Linked DNA regions of Acanthopagrus latus: region 2 is linked to region 1. The links are chromatin contacts, called in public Hi-C maps. All regions are on one chromosome and are shown on one strand. The core of a region is the stretch at or near the end of the contact, and the rest is flanking DNA. Distances in the headings are between cores, read along the strand shown.

The links. A called contact is a pair of places that touch in the nucleus more often than the background predicts.
Region 2: a Hi-C map of muscle shows a contact between it and region 1, with 3 times the contacts expected there. The contact joins the promoter of cdh15 here to the promoter of cmtm3 in region 1. A contact is called at or near these places in 2 of 4 Hi-C or Micro-C datasets (liver and muscle).

Annotation. Positions count from the first base shown.
Region 1 is chr4:18,147,617-18,153,590 of fAcaLat1.1, forward strand. cmtm3 (CKLF-like MARVEL transmembrane domain-containing protein 3) reads right to left here and starts at 4,129. Exons shown (of 5, transcript XM_037096827.1): 1 at 3,801-4,129. The coding sequence starts at 3,917. LOC119018249 (proteolipid protein 2) reads right to left here. Exons shown (of 4, transcript XM_037095764.1): 4 at 4,219-4,611. The coding sequence ends at 4,501.
Region 2 is chr4:18,360,692-18,366,355 of fAcaLat1.1, forward strand. cdh15 (cadherin-15) reads left to right here and starts at 3,963. Exons shown (of 14, transcript XM_037095683.1): 1 at 3,963-4,107. The coding sequence starts at 4,057.

The DNA.
Region 1 (5,974 bases), core at 2,879-5,378:
ATATTTCTGTTTCTTGTTCAGTAGCACCCTCTAGTGTCTGTAATAATTACTACATTAGCAAAGAAGGAAGTCAAACAAGGTGAATGGTGCTTTCCTTTTACAGCTTTTGAAGTTGGAAGATGGACTTTCCAGATTTTCCAGTCAACTTTAAGCTAGAACGCCCCTGAAGTCAGACTGCAGACTCGGAAAGTCAGATGCACCTTACCAACCCTCAACTCAAAATCCAAGATGGAAATGGAACACACCGTAAGATCCCAAGTCAGACAAGCACAGGACTTTGACCCAGGAGACCAACATTTTCCATCCATAATATAATCAAAAGTCAATGGTGGGTAATGTGAACTTACTATCGATGTAAAGAGACATCATGTACATAACCAAACTGAGGTTAAGGACATAACATAGGCGTGTTTAAGACTGACGTAATGTCTAAGACCAAGTAGTTTGAACCTGAACCAAACAGTCGCTGCTCTGCTGCAACCGTCATGTTGTTACAGGGCCGGTGAGAGCGGCCTGTTCAGTTATTCAGGTATGAGGATGCGTTGAAAGGTGCTGAAGCTGGCTCAGGGTTGACAGGGGGCCTTCAAACTCACACAAACCCCACAGGAACACATTACATACTCAGCTAAGAATCCTGCCAAAGTTTCACTTCGTAGGGAGGAGGCACACTTTTCACACCCGTCCCATTTGTTAACAGCTTGTTTGCATTTTGAAAACATTTCAAACGCTACAAAAAAAGTCTGCTTTTTTTTTTTTTTTGGCACAATCAGTGTGCTGCGACTTCACATTCCTTATCGGGCCTGTTGCTGGCTGAGACCGAGAATCCTAATGAGAAGTACGTGGTGGTCTGACACACTGTGTATAATAATGCATGCTCAGCAGGTTGTGTGTCTGACTAATACACACAAGAATGGCAACGCTACAGGCTGTACTCTCCGTGGAAGCTGAGTCCAGGGACTGTGGGCTGATATCACACTGCCTGTAAGCTTTAAATGATATCAAGACAATAAAATGGTGGATGCCAGTGGCTACTTCAAGAAGAATAGCTTACAGCAGGGAGGCTGCACACTCACATAGCAGACATACAGTAGATACCAGGGGCATGAATAGTAGCTCAAAACAATTTGCAACTGTGCCGCACCCTTGGACCACCATTTAGTACTTGAACATTTGTTTCTGAGCACAACAGTTGGCATTTTAAAGGGACAATTCACTCAGTCTCAATCTAGTGAAATCTAAGTGGGAGGTTTAACTTTCATTTCACATTTTATTCGTGTCTAAGTCGAATACAATGGAGATGCTCTCTTTGTCGGGGTCACAGCAACGAGAAATTACACAGTTTGGATAATGAACAGAGCTCATTGTCAGCTGTTTTCAAGGGTGACAGAGTCTGCAGTAACTGGAGTGGCCATTAGTTGAGTCAACAGTCCCCTTTGTACACACTCATAGATATCAGCCAGCCCTTGTAATTAGGCCTGATTTTTAACATTTTTTTTTTAACATTTTTTTTATCAAGACTCATGCGAGACCCATCCTCTGTCTAAGTACTGTGAAAAGCCATTCTGTAGATGTTGGGTAATCCTGCTGACAAACCAACCAACAATTCGGACATGGGTGAAAACACAACCTCCTTGGCAGAGATTTGAAATAGAAATGGTTTCAGTAAAGGCTTGGCCATGACAGTAAACTACGAAACAATAAAGATTTGTACACTGTCAGAAATGTTACCACAGCCTGACTGTTGTACAGCGGCAACTGTCCTCTTAACACCTGTGGTTGTATAATTACATTTTTATGGGTAATGTTGCAAATCTATGACCAAAACTGTTTTTCAGTACCGCTAGATTGTGTTACATATCATGGTCCTGATGTGAAGTAACACTTTTACTTGTCAGGTATTTATAGTCATATATAGAGAAGTTCATCTGTTCTGTGGATTCCCCAGACATATTTTTAGGTAGGCACTGCTAAAAAAACCCAAAACAAAACAAAAAAACAAATAAACAGAGGCAATCTGGGCACTCCAAACATCTATCTTTATCTAAAAGCTTCAATTATGGTGGTTAAATCATAACTTTTGAGTTTTTTAAATGAAATCTGTCACCAATGATTGGCACTCTTTAAAGTGGGAGCAGAAATCTCAGCGATGGATATCTCAGTAAATGGATAAATAAAACCAAAATGTGCATGGTTATATACTACAGCTGCTAAATGAGGAAATACTCTTTCATAATTTTGCATTTGAACTGACCCCTTAAAAGAACTTTTTACTAGGGCCAACACTAAAACTTAAGGGTGCGCCAAGGGCCAAGGGCAAACACGTATTGTTGTCGTTGTATCTTTCTGCCAAAACAATAATCCTTCATCATAACAGAGCATTATTATCTCACAAAATATAACTGCGATTTACAATTTTTCTAATCAATTTCAATTAATGTCTTTTTGCTTGAAACATTTGATGGGCCTAATCCACTCACTTTGTGCAGCCCTGCCTTAGAGGTTAAAGCTAACAGAAGGCACTCGACCAGACGGACCATTAAAGATGGTACAGTAAATCCTGTGCTACCACACACTCTGACCACACACACAGCTGGGTTTCCCCCCAGAAAGCACACGAGCAGAGGTGGTAAGACACGCACATAATGACACAGTCTGTCTCAGGATCAGTTAAGACGGTCGATAATGACTTAAATAACAGCCACATTAAATTCAAATACTTTTGTTAGATGTGTGAAACATCATCATCTTCATTCTTTTTCTTCAAGCTCCTAAAAGTTTACTTATTTCCTCTGGTATTGGTGTGTTTGCGTGGTCTTCGACGTCATCACGACAGAAACCCTGCACAGCACTTCACTCTGTGCATGTTCAAACCAGCTGTGCACCCTCACCTCCATGAACTGCTGCTGAGCAGAGGAGGCCAGTGGGCTTTCAGTTTACTTCTATGGGAAGCATTTTTAGCCTCGGGCTGAAGATCACAGTCACATTGTTGAGTATCAGTAAAGAGGCTGTATTGTGTGTGTGTGTGTGTGTGTGTGTGTGTGTGTGTGTGTGTGTGTGTGTGTGTGTGTGTGTGTGTGTGTGTGTGTGAGGCAGGAGCTGCAGGCTATAAGTTGTGGCAGCAGAGTGAAGGATGTGACTGTGGGGAGGATGACTGCTCTCTCAGAGCCCCACATGAGCCGAATGCCACATGACACAAATGTGAGGGTTCATACAGTAACTCAGTTAACAGCAGGAGGACTCACCACCACCACACAGACAGACTGACAGACAGACAGACACAGTCCGTCAGTTCCTGTTCTGAATATTTGACTTAGATTTATATAATTGCTTAAAAAGGTGACGAGAGAGGTAGTTCTATGGACTTTAAGTTGATGATGCACGCATTAACACAACTGAGAGGCTGAGAGAAGCTCTGTTATGCAGTTTGGTCACTCAGGGTGGAGGACTGTTAACAATGAATGGCGCTGGGCGGCGTGTCCATGCGTAAAAAACGTTGGAATTAATATTCCGAGTTTTATTAGTTTACTTCACAGCTGCTTATAAACTCTCGCCGCTCCACCCGTAACTAATGGAAACCTTGTGACGGGAACCGACTGACCTACAATCCGAATGACAGTCGGAACCGTCTGCCGAAGTTGGTTAAATGTGCATTAAAGCTGCGCGAAGCTATCGCTGCCATATTAAGTCAAATAAAAAAAGGACGCAGCGCGCTTCGACTTGAGTGCGCATCAGGCGGAAACAACAGCACAGAAACAGTTTGGCTCGTCTCAGCGGTGATTCCTCCTCCGGTCATTTCTTACCACTTCAGCAATAAGCAGCGAGCCTTTCCGTGAGGTGGCGAACTCTTTGGTCGGAAGAATAGAGAGCAGGACCGACTGGCGTGGCCGGTTCGAGTCGGGAGCCTCGATGTCCCCCATGGTTAGAGGAAAAAAAAAAAAAAAAAGATGATTTGAACTCTCCTCAAAACTTCAGACAAGTCCCAAACCCAGCGTAGCGGATTTAGTGCAAAAAAAAACAAAAAAGAGAGAGATGTGTGGAGGCGTGAGTCTTCTCGGAGGTGGAAACGGAAACAATGACAGCGCGGAAACGCAGCGCGAGCTCCAAAAAAGCGCACATCTGCTTTCTCCAGATGTGAAATGCGATGCGCCCCCCCCACACACACAAAGCTGCATACTACACAATCCTGAGCCGCTCAGTGGAAATATCCAACTCATGATGTCACACGGGGCGGACAACAATCTTTATTGACATTTGCTGTGAGATTTAGGTCAGCGAATATTTTCCACATAATAATAATAATAATAATAATAATAATAATAATAATAATAAACATCTTTACAGTCCGAATAACAGCTGGAATCTGAACTATGACGAACACTTTGCACGCAGTTTGCGATCAGCTCGATTATTCCCGCTTCAGAGCCCAATGGAAAGTCATCAGTTATGATCTTATGAATGCGCGGTACACTGCGGGCTGCGCCTTTACTGTCACTGATGTGGTCACTTGTTGTCTTGACTCTGGGTTTCGCTCCTCGGCTTGTTGAACGTGATGTTCTTGAAGAGTGTGTAAGCGTCGACACACAGCAGCCCAGCTGACAGGAGGCCGACTATCTGCAAAATAGAGAGCAGGTCTCAAAATAAACGCGTCTCACTGCACGTCAACACATCCGGTGTCATCATGTTGAATAAAAAGATTAGAGATATCAGGCTAAAATGTTACATCAGTAAAAGTTGACGTCACTCATGCAAACAATACTTGAGTAAAAGCATAAAGGTATCTGATGTATCAAAAGTAAATGTAAACTAAACATTTATTTACATTCATCGAATTACAGTGAAGGAATTTAACTGAGCACATTTACCCAGGTACTGTACTCTATGGGTACTTTTACTTCACTTGAATATTTCCGTTTACTGCTTCTTTATACTTACACTCCACTACATGTTCGAGGCACATTGGAGACTGTTTCCTCCCCTGCATTCAGTCGCTAACTTTAGTTACTTGTGTGTTACCTTGTAGATTACATGCTGCACCAGAGGCAAAGCAGCACATTTCTAAATTCATCTATTTTGTTGGCAATCGGATAAAAGAAACAATCATTCTCATAATCAGTCAACTCATAGTATACAGTATCTACATACATGTAAATAACTGTATGATTTACTTTTACTTGGACTTTTGATACTTAAGTATGTTTAATATCAAATACTTTAACTCTTTCACTCAAGTATGTGTTACTTTTACTTTGACCAAAATACTATTCTAAAACAATATCTTGACTTTTTTACTTTAACATCATTGTGTATATATACACTGTACAATCAGTTACCCTCCAGGCTGATCATTACGTCAGATATTCATCTTTCCTTTATGATTATCAAAATCAGTGAATTTTTCTATGCTGACTAGATAAAATACAGTTAAAAACATGCACTGCTTTCACTCTGGTGCAGCATGTAATCTGTAGTAACCAGTAGATTGTGATCATCAAGAAGAAAGATGAACATTTGATCCAGTGATCAGCCCTGCTGATACTCAAACATGCAGTATGTATACACAGTGTTATAAAAGGTAAAGATATAGTTTTAAAATAGTACTTTGGTCAAAATTAAAGTAACCCATATGTACAGTATTTGAGTAAAAGACTTAAAGTATCTGACATTAAACAAGCTTAAGTATCAAAAGTAAAAGTAAATGATGCATTTATTTACATGTATGTAGATACTTTATACTGCTGGTTAACCAATTATCAGAATGATTGTTTCTTTTATCTGATTGCTTATGAAATAAATGAAAGTAAAAATGTGCTACTTTGGCTCTGGTGCAGCATGTAATCTACAAAGTAACCAGTGACTAAAGTTAGCAAATAAAGTTACATGTTATACATATAACTTTAGTGTTATTTATTGTGATATGTAGCGGAGTGAAAACTACAATATTTGCCTCCACAATGTAGTGAGTGGAAGTATAAAG
Region 2 (5,664 bases), core at 2,713-5,212, 210 kb after region 1:
TATCACCAGACAGAAAATCAGCTATTGCTTTTCTGAATAATATGTGTTAAGTCAATTTTATTTACGTTTCACCACATAACAACAAAAGTTATCCCATGGCACTTTTTTAGTCTAAACCAGAATTTTAAATGGTTATGGTTTCATATGTATATGTATATGTTTATATGGTTGATTATAAAAGAAAGACAGCAATAATGCATTTCATTCAATAATACAATAACTAAATCCCTAAATCAGGATTAGTGAACATAGTTTCCATTCTGGGTTCACTCTTATGGTTGTGATCTAGTTGCAGTTAGTCCGCTTCTGAGTTAATATGAGCCGTTATTTCTGCCAACAGTGGGCAGTGTTTCTGATGCTGTAGAGGGTTTTTTAAAAAGGATTTCTGTAATTGGTTCAACATTTCAACTTCAGCATCACCTTTGTTTATATAATACACACCTGAATCTCTTTTATAGCATAACATTCGTCTAGACTATCTAATGGGCGAGCTTTATCCTTCCAGCTCCACTTGAAACGTCTGCATGCGCTCTGGAATGAGAGCTTGTTGTTAGTGAGTGTGTGTGTGTGTCGGGGGGGGTTGAGGGAAGGGAAACATCAGGGCGGCTCCTGCCAACTGCCTGAGCCTGAAATGACAGAGACAGGTGCTGTAAAATCACCCCCTTTATACCAGAACCCTCTAACTCTCTCACACACGCGCTCATGGACACGGTGACACATGGAAGCATGCAGACACCCACTCAGCGCACACGGTCGGCCTGCCAACACACTCAGTGATTCCACTGCCCTTTCTTTCTAGCATGACATTTTCTATACTTTAGAGTATCATCCGTATCTCTGTTCTCCAGAGAGGTTCATCTGTGCAGTTGTTTAGTTGTTTATAACTGTGGTACGTTATATTAGCTGTGTTGAAACTTTACGATTCTTAACGCCCAATTTTCAATTGTATGTTGTGACAGCACTGTGCTATTGGTCTAGTTTGGTTTAGGCCAGAAGCAACTTGGTAAGGTTGAGGAAAAGATCATGTTTTGACTTACCTGCTTCTGTTGCCACAAACACAGATGAAAACTGTTCCGATAGCTTGTCAAAAACCTCCAGTGGTTTCACACTTAAGATGTTAAAATGCTGTCTTGACATGTTAATGTGAAAAAAAATGCTTATCTACATGTCACCTCAATGTAACTGAATTGATGATATGATACACATGGGAAGTACAAATTGAATGTATCTGTGTAAATAATGCTGACTGGTTTAGGTACTTTAAAGTCCAGTGTGCAGAATTTAGTATATATCTAGCTGTGGAGTTGCAGATTGTGACCAACTAAATACCCCTCATTCACACTTCACATACAATGACCACTAAAACCGCGAAACAGGCCTCTAAAGGCAGTGTTTGATTTGACTGTCTGTTACATGGTATACTGCAGAAACATGGTGGTGCAACATGGCAGGCTGTGTGGACGTGGAGCCTCTCTCTCAGCAGATATAAAAATCTTATAGTGTGGTCATGAAACCCAATGGAGGAATAAGATTCCTGTCAGTCTGGAATGATTTGGTTTTTTTTATTTTTCAGAGACTTTAAACCACATCACAGAAAAAAATGGCACAATCCTTGATCAACACCATCATGTCATGTCATTTGTTTGTTCATGTCTGTATGATTCCTTCTGCAGTGCCATTGCAACATCCACCCTCCTGTGATATAAGCAACAGAGAAAGCGTCTCAGTATGTTTGCAAATGAGTCCAGCACCTATGAAATCACTCAACTGGAAACTGCAAAAACCTACAATATGGTATTTTTCTACCTTATATTTTAGCCTATAGGAGAAATGTTTAGTTGATTTTAGCAGCCACTGTGCCCAGTTTTGAGATACATTCCTGGAATAAAGGGGACAAAGGAAATGAAGCTTTCCGCTTCACTTTCTGCTTACCAACCACGATACTTGTCTGAATCCAATTTGCAAGGGGGTTTTCCGAGTATCCATCCACCAGGACAGAAGTCATAATCTACCCCCTAGTTCTCTAAGACATACTCAGGGTCCAAAAGTTCTGTCCCTTAGAGCATGACCACAGTCACCGTTACACAGTCTTGTTACATCACTTTTTTGTTTTTTAACATCTGTCCTGCAAGTCTCTGCTGTGAGAGAGAAGCCGACGGGGTCCGCAGTTGTTTATCTCTTAAAGATCCGTATCGACCTTCGACCTGTGAGCAGACTTGCTGATAGGGTGTTGAAAGTATTGTTGAGGGATCTGGACCCCCACGTCTAGCGTCTCTTAATGCCAAACACATCTTTCCTGCTGGTTGTTTCTCCCCTGAGAAGTTTAAAGTCTCACTCTGTTTTTCCACCTTCTTGCAACAGAGATGGTTGCCTAAAACTCTCATCAGTCATGGCCACGTTTCAATCAAATTTTAAGCATTGCAGACATGGCAATCTCTGCTTTTGACATCACCCATGGAGCACCATATATCTTCATCTTCTGCTTTGACAGTGTTCAAAATAGCAGGAGATCAAAGAGTCCAGTCATGTTCTGAATGTGCGAGGGCACAACACAGACCGACTGGACAGGGAGGTTATGTATGTGGCCTTATGACATGAGGGTTGATCCGGACAAGAAGGATTTAAGAAGAAAACAAGCGCCAAGCTACGTAAGACTTTAAACACAAGAGTTTTTATGTTGTTATTTTGCACTAGCGACTGTAAAGCTAAGCGTTATTTTTTGATGAGTTAGGAAACAAAAAATCTAGACCTTTAACAGATAAGTTCACCCCAAAATATGAAAATGAAATTGTTATCTTCTCACCTCCATGCCGATGGAAGTTTTGTAGTCCACTAAACATTCCTGGAGCTTCACAGCAAAACATCATTGTAGCATTCTCCCGAACAACTGAAGTAGATGGGGACTTGCATTAAAGCATAAATAAAGAAAATGGGTCTGTTCAGCTCGTCGTATGTTATCTAAGTCTCTGGAAACACTGAGATCGCAAATTGATTTGAAAAAAATTTCTCACAGCAACATTACAAAAGTACATAATGACTTAATGAATTTTCACTGTCGGTTGAACTTGTCCTTTGACATAGTCTTTGACAATCACAACTGTGCTTTGGCAACATATGTCAAATGTCACAATAAAGCCTATTGAGTTGAATTGAAATTGAGTACATTATGCCATTAAGTGGGGCCTGGAAGTGAAAAAAGGACCGCTGGTTTCCTCTCAGTATGGCAGCAACGGATGCCCAAAGACAGAAACAGATCGATGTGGACTGTGGTCAAGAAAATACTGAAGTCATTTTTGTGGCAGATTTTGATTTCTCAGTTTTAACAGAAACAGAAAGCAGTCCATTGTTAGTATGACAGCTTATCATAAATGGAGATAGATGTTTGACACTAAGTCTTTAATTATAATTGTCAACAAAGTGGTATAACTTAAATCTAAATTGATAGAAGATTTGCTTTGAGGGTATCAACACAACTGTTAAAGTTTGTTACTAAATTATACAGCAAATTAAATAGTCTCTGGTTCAGCTTCTGTTTGTTTCTGTTTCTCTTGCATCTTTGGGTTTTGGACCATTATTCCTCTTCCCCGCCTCTTCCTTTGTCTCCCCATAAAGTGCCATCGTTTTGAATAAAGTGTTTAATAAAGTTTACCTACTTTTAACTGGTGCAGACACTGTTTCTGTCTACACCACCAACAGCTGCCCTGCTTCTCTCTTCATCTCTCTCTGCCTCTCTGTCTCGCTCTGAGTGACAGCACATGTGCTGGGGTACATGGGAGGGCCGCTGCTGAAATTCTAACCCCCTTACCCCACGACTGTGAGACATACCCCAGCCATGGACAGGGAGGAGCCGTGAGAGACAAACGCTGGGAGAGGAAAGGAGGCAAAGAGAGGGAGAGGGACTGCAAGTGCAAGAGGACCGAGAGAAAGAAAGGCGAGAAAGGGACAGGTTTCAGGGTCGAGCCACTCAGGAGCCCAGTTCTTAGTGGAGCAGCATCAGATCTTTGAGCCATCAGAGGTCTGTACATGCTTCTGAGTTTCTGAGTGCAGGCACTAAGGATGGCGGCAAGGATGGTGATGGTGTGTGTGCTGGGTACTCTGCTTTGTCAGGTAAGAAAAATCATGTGTCTTTGTAGCTGCTGTGGACTAAAATGAACTATATATGCTGATTTATTTGAGCATTATCAGTTGCTTTGTGTTTGTTTTCTGTTTTATATCCAGTGTGAGCCGCCTGTCGATGAAAGGGTCTCAAAATAAGAAAAGTTAAAGCTGTCTTTATCATGTGGACTGTGGACGATGTTATCTTTAGTTGATTTAGTTAAACGTTTGACTCTATAAAAGAGCAAAGGTGCTTGAGCGATGGAGGTAGTGTTGGGAGTGTATCCCTCCCCACTTTCTGATTGCTGTAAAAAATGTCAATACCAAGTGACTGGAAATGGATTGGATAGGCTGCTGCAAAGGTACTGGGATCATGTGACACATCCTTCTCTCTTCCCTGGCTAAACACGCCTAGATTCAGACTTTTTTTAATTTACTCTTGGCCACTACATTGTGGTGTGCAGTACAAACACACAACTAAACCATAATACAGTTGTCAACAGCCAAACCCCCAATTTCAGCACAAGATTCTTCACTCCTTGCCCCTTCAGAGTGTGATCCTGCTTAGAAAATGGCTTTTTAGCTGCCCCACTCCTGAAAATATACAGTTTATGCTTTTACCTGAGCGATGTCTTCTACCAGTTTTTCATCAATAGAGGCACCGAACTTGCTGTGCAATCACAAGGTTACGGCTGATCTAAACACTTCATTCCAGTTGGGAAGGGGATGATGAAGTGCTCTGAGGAGGACGAGACTCCAGATGTGTACAGAGGGGCTCGGGGCATCATTAGTAGCCCCTGTCAGCAGACGCCATTGTGAAATCTAAAATGGATGACAATGTAAACTGACTTATTACCAACAGCACTTCCAGCCATCATCAGTCTTTTGCTCTGTTTGGAGTAGTAATGGAGCCCAGGTTGGGAGGTTGAGTGAGTTGGCCTCCAGTGATTCCTGAGGGAAGCCTTTGCTTTGTTGTGCTCTATAATTCAGTCTAAATGCTGCAGATGTTGTGAAGCTGTGGGAATTCATATTTCAGATCTCAGCGAAGTGTCCCTGACCTTGCTAAAAGTGTCCGCAAAGTTTCAGTGTCCATGTGGTCAAAAGCGGTGAATTTAAGCTGCTTTTGTGTTCCATTTTCATATTCCATGCAAAATTGATTGTGGAGAAATTCACCGAAAATCTGCAGGGATGATTGATTGCTCACACAGCCACAGGGCAAACCAGTTAGTCACAGTGCACTAACCAAAGACTGTAATGACATTAGGCTAAAGATATTTCTGTCAGTTCATCTGGACCTTGATATGATCTTCAATATAAACATAATGTCATGATACAGTGGCTGAAAACATGACAATATATTTGGTGGATTGTTCCTTTAATGAGTGAGTCTATGTCACCAATCATCTCAAAGCAATCTCAAGTCCCTACTTTTTCCTTCAGGCTGGACAATTTGCTACGTGCTAAATAGCAGGTGCAAAACTCACATGTGAGATAAACACGATTTTTGTGTTTTGTCTGAAAAGAAAAACCAATAAACAAGTTGTTTTTTTAATGCTATGATGAAGTACA